Linked DNA regions of Cricetulus griseus: region 2 is linked to region 1. The links are chromatin contacts, called in public Hi-C maps. All regions are on one chromosome and are shown on one strand. The core of a region is the stretch at or near the end of the contact, and the rest is flanking DNA. Distances in the headings are between cores, read along the strand shown. Region 1 overlaps Cnnm1 (metal transporter CNNM1). Region 2 has its middle 21 kb from the start of Hpse2.

The links. A called contact is a pair of places that touch in the nucleus more often than the background predicts.
Region 2: a Hi-C map of the CHO-K1 cell line shows a contact between it and region 1, with 2.6 times the contacts expected there. The contact joins two enhancer-like sites. A contact is called at or near these places in 2 of 8 Hi-C or Micro-C datasets (the CHO-K1 cell line and fibroblasts).

Annotation. Positions count from the first base shown.
Region 1 is chr3:18,068,561-18,074,319 of CriGri-PICRH-1.0, forward strand. It overlaps Cnnm1 (metal transporter CNNM1), which reads right to left. Exons shown (of 10, transcript XM_035443066.1): 9 at 5,155-5,256; 10 at 3,848-3,927. The coding sequence ends at 3,848. Among named protein-coding and RNA genes, the nearest start is that of Got1, 26 kb to the left of the region's middle. Within about 2 kb of position 3,306, at least 2 of the 6 cell types and tissues checked have open chromatin away from gene starts, as enhancers often do. A contact at or near this core is called in the CHO-K1 cell line, where this site is marked.
Region 2 is chr3:18,164,885-18,170,643 of CriGri-PICRH-1.0, forward strand. No RefSeq gene overlaps it. Among named protein-coding and RNA genes, the nearest start is that of Hpse2, 21 kb to the right of the region's middle. Within about 2 kb of position 2,652, at least 1 of the 6 cell types and tissues checked has open chromatin away from gene starts, as enhancers often do. A contact at or near this core is called in the CHO-K1 cell line, where this site is marked.

The DNA.
Region 1 (5,759 bases), core at 2,056-4,555:
CAGAAGATTGGGGTTTGGTTCCCAGCACCCACGGGTGACTCACAACTGCCTGCAATTCCAGTTAAGGGTATCCAACACCCTCCTCTGGTTTCCAGTGATAGGTATATATGTATATATATACATGCATGTATATTCATATATATATATATATATATATTTGTATATATATTTATATATGGCGTACATGTAAATCCACTTGATTCAAAATGTAGTCCTACTCAGTTAACTTTTGCTAGGATGTATTTAATTTTTCTTGTTAGGGAAAGGTAATTTTTCTCTAGGCAAAGTACTAAAACCATTAAAAATAAGGTAACAGCTTCAAGTGCCTGTACCAATGTGCTAAAGATGTTTTTAGTATGAAAAAAAATGTCAAATGAGGATTTGGCCTTAATTGTGGGTCCTATACTGTGTCTGGGGCTCTGCACATTTGGGGAAAGCTGTAGGACCTCTCAGACAAGGTACATGGTGGACTTCAGAGGTGGGATTAGTGTCACACCTTCTGTCTGTTCACAAACAGGACACTCAGATTTGCCAGTTCTTGTCCGGGCGACCTTAAGAAGTTATCCACTTTATCAAGCACTCTCAGCAAGCACCTTTGAGAAATAAGCTAATGGATCCTTATGACAACACTTGGTAGGAAAACCCAGAGCCAAACAATTGTTACTGTATTAGGGAATGAATAGCCTCTGTGGAGTCTCCGAGAGGAATCTTTGATTGTTCTGGCGTAGCCCACTAACAGTGCCGTTACGCACCTTGCCAGCTGTCTGGCTGTCCTACCCTCCAGAGCTAGCTTACAGCTGGCCCTCTTCCCTGACCTTGCTTCTGGCCTTTGCTGGAAGCATGGCATCTCCACTTCTTCCCAGGTGTCTGCAGAAAGCTGCCAGTGTGAGCAGCAGAGTCTCAGGCAGGTCTGGGTCTGGTCCCCAAGATCCTGAACATTTCTCACAGTCACATGGGTTCAGCAGGCCCTTCTCATTACCCTCTTAACACCCCTCCGTCTCCATTTACACCCAGGCTCAGGTCTTACTTCCCACATCTGCCACTCATTCCTGTAAAATCTGACCTATCTGGCCTCCTAAAGTGAAGTACCCGAAATTTCCTGTAACCTTACTGTGGTGATATTTTGTTCATGATCTAACAAATAAAGCTTGCCTGAAGATCAGAGTGCAGAGCTAGCCACTAGTTAGCCATAGAGGCCAGGCAGTGGTGGCACACACCCTTAATCCCAGAGACAGATGAATCTCTCTGTGAGTTCAAGCCACCCTGGGCTACAGGAGATTGATCCAGTCTAAAAGAGAGGAGCCAGTTCTTGGGAGTCACACGCCTTTAATCTCAGCACTAAGGAGGCATAGACAGGGATCTGGCTGGGCAGAGAGAGGAATATAAGGTGGGAGGAGACAGGAGCTCAGGGCATTCAGTCTGAAGATTCTGTAGAGGTAAGAACTGGTGGTTGGCTGCTCTGCATTTCTGATCATCAGCATTAACCCTGATATCTGACTCCGGGTTTTTATTATTAAGAACAATTAGAATTCCCGCTACACCTTACCCCAGCCCCACACTTGCCTCCAGTGGAGTGCTGCTCCCAGCAGCAGGGCCATATGTGACATGCTTACATCTGTGCACTGTCTAGCACACATCACGGATGAAAACACGTTAGAACTCCGAAATTCCATGGGCAATTAAAGTGGCCACAGTCCAGGAAACACATTTTCATTTTATTTAAAAATTATTTACAATTTATTAAGCCTTCATAAATACTTTATTTAAAATCTTTTTTTAAAATTTATTTTAACCTGAAGAAAATTTGGGGTTTTGGGAGGTGGGGAAAGGGGTGGTGACAGGCTCCTTAGAGGTTCTGCAGTGGGGAAGGTATAATGCAACAGCAGTGGTCTGGGCCTGGTGGCCTAAGGGACAATGAGAGGGAGCTTCCTTTGTCCAGCAGGCTCCCTTGCCAATTCTTGTTCAAAACTCATCACTTACTGGCCTTGGTCTGAGACACCCAGCACTGAATGCCGGCACCATCTATTCTGACCAGGCAGGAGCAGGCAGCAAGTGGTGGCGGTGGGTTAGCTAGAAAACATGCATGGCTGAGCCTCAGGCCAGCCAGGCTAAGCAAGGGCATGTGAAGTCAGTGACACACAGAAGAGGCAGCCCTGGCTCCAGTCTTCCCTCTCAAGGTCTGTAGCCCTCTCGGCAATGCCAACTGTGGTTTGGTAGACGGTGGGCAAGCGTTATGTGGGGTGTAGGTTGAATCATACTGTGTGGTGTGTCAAGGATTTCTGAGGTCCCTGTCTCGGTGGGTGCCAACCTTCCCCCACTGACAAGAATGCCTGACCACTTATAACTAATCTCCATTCTCAAAGTGTCCAGTATTCACTCTGCATTGCAGAAACATCGGGCTGAAAGTTCCACTATTTAAAACTACTAAAACCCTTGTGGGTCTGGGAACTTTGAGAATAGCAAGAAAGCTCCAAGTCTCTGGAACACATACAACACTAAGTTCCAACAGTTTCAAGGGCATCATAGGCCCTCTGAAGTCAAACTACAAACTCCCCTGGGGTAATGGCCCCAGGTTAACAACCCCTGAGTTAAATAAAGTTCCTGTGGGCGAGCACTTTCCTTTGAGACGAAAATAACATAGAGGAATTATCAGCTGTCCATCTGCCTGACTAAGTGGGGGAGGGGAAGAGGTGGCTTGGGAGTGGCTTGGAGATACAGCAGGCAGAACTGCATCTCTGGATACTGGCAGGAGGTATATAAGGGGTGGGAAATAAATCAGAAACTCAAATTCAAACTCCAGCTTGACTTACATTTTCCTTTAGGCTGGCTGTTTCCCAATACCTACATTATTATTCTTCGGATTAGATATGCATGGTCCTTCTGCCATCTTGTGGTTGTGATTGGAATTGCATCTGCCTCAAAGCCCAGGACTAAAACCCCTGTTTTAGTGGTAGGTTTTTGGAATACTTAGCTGACCAGCAAGGGATATAGTAAGAGGCTGGCAGTCTGGGATGGGGGTTGTGAAAAAGAAAAATAGGCGTTAAACATTCCTGTGTCAAGCACATTGAAGTCCCGTGACAGCACGGGGCATCCTTCCTGGCTGACCGGGGCACTCTTTGGTTTTCCATGGCTAAACTCACTGTAACAACTGTTAAGTTTGTTTTCCTGCTTTGATTTTCACTTAAAACCTGAAGTTCCATGTCTGGCTCACAACTTGGTCTCCGTGCTCTCTGACCCTCCTCTTCTGAAGCAGGCTTGTGGAGTGATTAATCACTGGAAGCCCAACCGCACACGCCCTTGGGAGATAGTGACTCAAGGCTCCCTGGCTCACCCCTCCCCAGGCATCGGAGAGAATCCGGGCGCTGACAGCGAGTCCCACACTCTGAAGTTCTGGTAGAAGGATCCGTGTCCATTCCTGGGACTAACCTTCACAGTTTCCCCTCTAGACTCTACACACTTCTCTGCCTGCGTCACCTCCCGAGTTAATGCTAAGCGTGGACTATGGTGGAAAGAGCATCCATTTTGTTCTGGAAGAAAAGGTGGTGAATTCCAGGACATGGGTCTCCTGTGACCCAGGGACACCAAAGAATAAAGAATATCACTGGGAGCCTCAGAGTGGCATTGTCAGTTGGGGTCAAGACCAGTCCTAGCACCTTCCATTACAGGCATCTCCTGTGTCAAACTGGAGGCAACCGGGAAAGCTTGCCAAACTGACTGAGAGGGGTGTGAGGTGGAGGGCAGAATGTTTTGTCACTGGTGGGAGGCCTTGGGGGAAGCAAGTGTTGGGAGGGTGGGTCTTTCCCCAAAGCCTTGGAATCTCACACCCAGCCAATCAGGTTTCCCCTCATCATGTGATCAGAGGTGTTAAATTGGAGTTTTCCTCAGAGGCTCTGTCTCCGTCTGCCGACCTCTTCCTTTTCCGACCACCTGAAACACAGGTTGTCAGCATCAGTCTGTAGCTAGGGAGGATGCTCTCAGTGGGCTGAGGACTCCTCAACCGCATGCGGCAGAGGGCTTTGGACCTCCTGCACCATGGTGCTGACATCGGCACATTTACACCTTGGAGTACTTACCCCAAAGAGGAACCTCTCGGAAAAACCACAGTCCCAGGCACTCGCCTATGACGGGGAGTTCATGGAAGAGACTCGGGTAGGCCCTGAAATGCCTTCTCTCCCTTCTCTGGAGAACCCCACCTCAAGTGACTGCCAGACACCCCCAAAGAGTACTAGTTTCCCAGTCTTTGATGTCCCGTACTGGAGTTCGTTGGTAGAGCTGGGAGCCATTCCTAAGGGCTCAGGTTCAGAACAGCTCCTGCCCACTCTTGCTCAGGTGACAGTGGTTATATAAATGTTCTCAAAGATGAAAGAGACACCTGTTTGCAGCTCTGCAGTTTTTAGAGGAACATTTGCGTCCTCTCTCTGCCATTGACCTCTGTCTAAGGAGGATACTGCTCTTACTGCTCTCTTTTTGAGAACATTTACTCTCTCTCTCTCTCTCTCTCTCTCTCTCTCTCTCTCTCTCTCTCTCTGTGTGTGTGTGTGTGTGTGTGTGTGTGCGCGCGCGCGCGTGCGCGCGCATTTGCACGTGTGTATGTGGTTGTGCCAGTGCCATGATATGCATGTGGAGGTCAGACCACCACTGAGTCAGTTCTCTACTCTCACCATGTGGGCCCTGGGAATCAAACTCAGGTCCTCAGGCTTGGCAGCAAGCACCTTTACCCACCGAGCCATCTCACTGGCCCCTGCTTTCCTTTCTGTGGAGTCTCCTGGACACAGTTTTTCTTCAAAGGATTATGCAGTGAGTATTATGGGTTTTGCAGCCTCTAAGGTCTCTGTCATGACTGTTTAACCGTGCCACTGGGGCCACATAAAACAAAAGGGTCTATGATCCAAAGATCTCTACCTATAAAAAACAGGAGAAAGAAGGAGGTCAGAATTTGACCTCGGGGCATGTCTGCGGACTCCTGGCATCAGATAACCAATGGAAAGGGACAGATTTGAACAGCATCACAGGTGTGGCACTGGCTCAGTCCCTATTGTGGGCCTCCAGAGTTGTGTCTCCTTAGGGTTTGCAAGCCTTTCCCTGGGAGAAGGACCCTAACATGCTCTGCCCCCTACTTGGTAAGGAGCTTTGGTCGGGGAGAGAGATACTCACTCAAGGTTCTTAGCAGCTTCTTGCCCATGGTCTCCTCACAGTCACTGCTGCAGGGGCTGGCCTCTGGCTCCAGGTGGATGTTACAGCATTCCGTCTCTGAAGCTGAAAGGAGAGCAAACTCAGGTCTCCAACCTAAATGCCAGGACCCGGCAGGAGATTCGGAGTGATACCTCTCAGTGAGTGACAGGGTCTAACTGTGTGTGTGACTGTGTGTGTGTGTGTGTGTGTGTGTGTGTGTGTGTGTGTGTGTGTGAGAGAGAGAGAGAGAGAGAGAGAGAGAGAGAGAGAGAGAGAGAGAGAGAGAGAGAGAGAGACTGTGTGTCCTAAAGCGTGTTGTTTATTAGTTACCAAACCGCATTTTTACTGCCAGAAAAGGAACAGAGACAACAAGAGCTGCAATCCAACAGTCTAATCTGAGTTAGAAATAATCCTCTCTCCTCAGATGCCATCTGGCAAGAAAGGAGAACATACTGTGTGCCTTGCCTAGTGTCTGTGCCAGACAAAAAGGACACCTGAGGCCACTTGATGTCACTTTCTTTCACTTGTAGAACGAAGGGCTCAGCAATAACTGGGTATATGCCTTAGCTTCCTAGAATCTCAGAGCC
Region 2 (5,759 bases), core at 1,402-3,901, 96 kb after region 1:
GTTTTCTTCAAACAGTTCCATGGATATAGATATTACTGTTCTCATGACCATTTTGCTAGTGAAAAAAAAAATCCCTGGAGATTAGAGAGTTTAAGTGATTTGTATTTTATCAACTAGTACATGGCAGAGCTAGGACTTCAATTCAAATCTGTCAGCCCTTACAGCATGCATTTTTAAGCTTTCAAAGGAGTCTTATTGAGCAGTCTTTGGTAAGAAAGATACCTCTCCTTTTTAATAAAATGCCTTGTGACTTTTTTAAAGACAAGGTCTGCCTATGTTGCCCAAACTGGCCTTGTACCTTCCTGCCTTTGCTTCCTGAGTGTTGGTTACAGGTGTGGGTCACCACTTCTGGAATTTTTTTACAGTTCTTTTAGACAGGATATTGCTGTGAACCCAGGCAGGCTTCAGACGTGCAATTCTGTTGCCCTAATCTTTCAAATGCTAAAATTATAGGTGTGAGCCTCCATACCCAGCATAGAGTTTATGATGCACTAAAAACAATGCGATAGACAAAGAATCTAATAATGCCAAGCTATCTACTAAAGATGAAGGGATTGATAGCATTAACATCATTTTCATTTTTATTATTTTGTTTTTTGAGACAGGGTTTCTCTGTGTAGCCCTGGCTATCCTGGAACTCACTTTGTAGACCAGGATGGCCTCAAACTCACAGAGATCCACTTTCCTCGGCCTTCCAAGTGCTTAAGCTACCATACCCAACTTAACAACGTTATTTCTGCCTTAAGGCCTTAACAGAACATATACAAAACTAGAGCAGTAATAGTTAGAATAAAATTGGAATTTTGAAGTTCTTAATTTACTCTTCTTTGACATTATGAATTAAATTTTATTTCTTAGAGTTACTGTGTGCTTTAAATTTCTAAAAATTGTTGCAGTGTTTTTATTTATATTTGGTTATACAAATAGTAGGTGGTTTTAATAGAACATTAAAAAATACAGAAAAGAGCCAGGCGGTGGTAGTGCATGCCTTTGATGTCAGGAGTCTCCCTCTGTCACTCTCCACCTTGTTTATTGAGACAGGGACCTTCAACGGAATCCCAAACTCTTCCAGTATAGCTTGTCTAGTTATCAGCTCCCTTTAGGGGCTCCTCTGTTTCTGCCTTCTGGGCACTGTAATTGTGGGTGGATTACTAAACTCAACTGGTATTTGCATGAGTTCTGGGAATCTAAATTCTGTTCTCATGCTTCCATGCTTTCATATATTTTGGGGGTAGAGTGGAAGGGGGGAAAGTAGGATGGCCAGTGCTGGGAATTAAGTTCAGGGCCTTTTGAATTTTAGGCAAATATTTTGGTACTGAGCTACAGCTATATTTTTGTATATTTTAAATGCACATTGTTTTCTGAGGTAGTAAATGTATGTGATTAGTGAACTAGTAGGAGACTGGGTGGTGATGGCAAGTCTTTAATCCCAGCATTCGGGTGGCAGACAGAGGCAGAGTGAGTTTGAGGCCAGCCTGGTCTACAGAGCAAGTCCCGGATTAGCTGAGGCTACACAAAGAAGTCCTGTCTCAGAAAACCAAACCAAACCAAATTAAAAACAAAAACAAACTAATATGTGTATATTTGATTTGTTAAATATGGTATAAAGTTTGGAACCACTCTTGTATCTTATGAGAACTCTTTTTTTTGCCATTTTTATTTTTAATATCATTTTATATTCCAAAATAGCTCTTTTTAAATAGCTCATTTTCCAGCTAAGAAGTCTTCAGAACATTTTTTTTTTAACGTGGTCTTTTTTGATGTAGTTTCTGTTCCTAGAAGGTCTCTACCTTATCACTGTTCTTGATGTGAGCTGTGAAAGTGGGGTAAGATTCTGTTTCTATGCTGTGTGGACATAATATGAGTTATTTAACCTTTCCTTTGTTTATGTGTTTAGATTATTTACAACTTACAAATAATGCTTGGTGGTTATGTGTGTCCATAAGTACTTAACATATCACTATTTCTGTAGAATAATTTTCTAATGGGAATTGGTCAAAATTTATTAAGTGTGAATATGTAGTACCTTAGCTATATTGATAACTTATCTCCTATAAGGATTATATCATTTTATTTGTCTACTAGAAGTTGATAAGGTGTGGCAGTGGTCAAGCACACCTTCAATCCCAGCTTGGGAAGTAGAAGCAGGTGGATCTCTGTAAGTTTGAGCCAGCCAGGTCTACATAATGAGTTCCAAGACAGCCAGGGCTACACAGAAAAAACCCTGCCTTGAAAAAGAAATGAAAAAAAGAAATAGATGAGAAGTGCCTGTTATTATATTCTTGGCCAAAATTAGCTATATTACTGGATATTAATATCTTATTTTACTCTTTTATAATTAAACAGCCAAAAATGAAATCAGTGATTGTTTTATTTTTTCTGTCTTTGATTCTTGATATTCTAATTTGTGCAACTAATTTGTTTTTCATTAATTATTGTTTACCTTGCATATCACATATGTGCCCCTTTATCTGTGGTCTCCATTTCTGTGGTTTCACTTGCTTGTGATTAACCAAATCTGGAAATATTAAGCAGAAAATTCTAGTGGTTAAGTTCCCATTTTAAATCCCATGCTGTTCTGAGTAGCACAGTAAGTTCTAATGGTGTTCCACACAGGGCGGAGTCCCCCTCTGTCCAGCTGCGTGTCTCAGCTGCATGTGTCACTGCCACCCCCTCCTTAGTCACTGGGCTGCCAGATTGGTTGTGGTGTAACAGTGTTAGGTAACCATATTTTACTTTATTAATAGTGGTCTCAAAGTGCAAGTGTATTGATACCCACAATTCAGACAAATCCTGAGATGTTTCCTGTAAGTGAGTAGCTTAACTTAATAAAGGAAGAAAATCATCTGATGATGTTGGTGTGGTTAGAATGAATCTTCTGTACATAAAAAGGAGTAAAAGAGAAACTGAGTCTGCTTTTGTGTCACAAACTGTAAAATTTATTTCTGCAGTGTATTATAAGTGCTCAGTAAGACATCAAATTTATCTGCACACATGTAAAGAAAAGAGCACTGACAGGTCTTAGAACATTTTTCCTTCATAATATGTTCATATTTTTTAAATGATTAAAATTGCTCTGTATCCCTTGAGTGTTATGAGTGTGTGCATGTGTATATTTGGGCTTTATAATATTATAAATACATACATATATAGATTGTCTTTATACTATTTCTACCTCTGGGAGATATCTTGATTTACGTAAATGAGGGTAAAAAACTTCCAACAATGTCATTTTTTGTTTGAAATATTTTCCCTGTAATTAGGTAAAAGCCCACAAGATGGCAGTCATTATCCATCTTCTCCTCCTTGTCCTATTTCAGAATTGACCAGGTAATTTAAAGAATATGACTGGATAATAGAAGAGCATAATTTAATACTTGTATTCTAACTAGGTGTTAGAAATGTAAATGGTTGTATGCAGATATGTCTACTTTATTTTATAATTGCAAATATTTCCCAGTATTATAACAATAATATTTTAATATTTTTTCTGGTATCTAAGTTACTACCTGATATTTAATTCAGTGTACTAGGCTGCTTCCCAAGAACTGAATAACATCCCTGACGCTTGAAAAATGCCTTTAAGTGTTTGTGTCATTGTCACTATTTTAATAACCTCTGTGGAAAATAGAACTCAATATTGTTTCTTGTCTGTTGTTACTAATAGCTGCCTTTTGCCAGCTATGGGATTTTTCAAGACTCTAAGCAAAGCTTTAAAAGAAATAACATTGATTTTTAAAACAACTTCTGGAACACATAAAAGACCATTATAAACATAAGTTGAATGAGGCTATGAATGTTTGAGGGCACCAGAGAAAAGAAGGGGCTAGCAAAAACAACAACAACAAAAGGCTATTTGAGACTAGTGCATGACAGGGATCAGTGTGTTACACAAGTGCCTAATCACGAAATATTACTGCCTCCCCCCACCCCCGTTTCAGCCGAGACAGGGTTTCTCTGTGTAGCCCTGGCTGACCTGGAACTCACTCTGTAGACCAGGCTGACCTCAAACTCAGAGATCTGCTTGTCTCTGCCTCCTGAGTGCTGGGATTAAAGATGTGTGTCACCACCACCTGGCTCCCCTGGGGTTTGTATGCTAACAAAATAATGATACTTAGTGACACATGGAATAGTTCCTGGCTGTAGGGTAAATATAATTTTGTAAAGAGAATGTATAAAATGCAGTGGAGATAGTGTAGTTACTAAATGAGCTGTTTCAGTGATCAATGTTATGTTACACTTTTTGACAAAACTAATGCTGAATTTTGGAGAGACTAGATTCTAGGTTTAGCCGAGTCACTTACTATATGGTTTTTCCCTCTCTGGCTTTACAAGAGTCTCAGATGAAGGACTAAACTAAATTGTTTCTTAGATCTTTTTTAGCTCCAATATTAAATGATTATTTTTTCATGAGTCAGTGGGCTAGAAAAAAAGCACTCTTGCAGAATTTTATCATAGTTTCAAAAGTTGTACATGTGAGAGATAATGAATTATGTTATGAGTGAGATCTATTTCCCAGTTGAGCATTCTATGTTTGTTTCTGTACTATGTGAATGAAGACTCCCTTGCCTGTGGATGTGTGTGTGTGTGTGGCTGGGGGGGGGGAGGACAAGAGTTTCTTTTCAGATAGCTGCTGTGACATCTTGTTAGAGAATTTTGTTATCTGCATTTAGCCCCTTAAGAAAGGATCTCAGAATGGAAAATTCTGAAAGCATAAGACTTGCCCTTGCCCTTGCCCTTAAAGAGGTGTTTCTTGCCAAGTGTTTCTGATGCAGGAGTTGAAAGCCCTTTCTCATTTCCATTTCCGTTGATCGAAAAATTTCAGTTCTGGACCTCCAAGTTTAGCTTAGTTTCTCTAGCCTTCTTAATTGGCATTTGACTAGTTCACATTTATACAAAAGTTGCAAGTTATGTGACATAAGAATTGGTTTGCCTTTATCTTCTAAGGGGGTTTGGTTAAGATTATATCTTAGAAATTATTTCTCTGGTAGAAGAAATAGTTGCATAACTTTACTGGCCAGAGCATCCTGCCTTTTTCTTTTTGTCCCCTCTTGCATTGTTTGTTATTGTGTTAGTGAGTTCTGTTAGTTGATCATTTATGTGTCTCCTCTATCTGTTCACTCATTCGTCCATTTGCCCACTTTGATTAAATTTGTGCTTGAAGCAAATTCAGTAGAGACATGTCTCCTTTGCTTTACTTGGTAATGAATCCCATACCTGCACCCTCCCTCTGTGTGTGTGTGTGTGTGTGTGTGTGTGTGTGTATGTTGGTGGGAAAGTTATGAAGGGTTTGATTTTTTCCAAATTTTATTGCCTTAGATTCTATTTTCCTTAATCTATCGTTTGTCAATTATTAGATTTAGGCTAAAAAACAGAGTCAGGAAGAAGGGGTTAATAGGCCATGATTTTTTTTTTTAAGATTAAAACATCCCTTTTTGTTGTACAGTGTTTCCATAAGATCTCTAAGTAGAATTGTGTAGTTAGCCTCTATCACTCAGATTCAGTAATTAACAATGCTTTGAGAATTCATTGGTCATTTGTCTTCCTTTATTGTCTTTTCTAGAATGACTAAAACAACTCCAATATGCAGCTTGTAAACATTTTAGAATGCATCTCTTAACTTATTATGAACTTGAAGCAAATATGAATCACAACACCATGAGTTTTGTAGAGTTTTTTATGACTTAGTTCTTGCTTACAGGAAACATCCATAATGGAAAAATTCTAAGAAATGAAGGAAAAGTTAGGGCATGTTAACC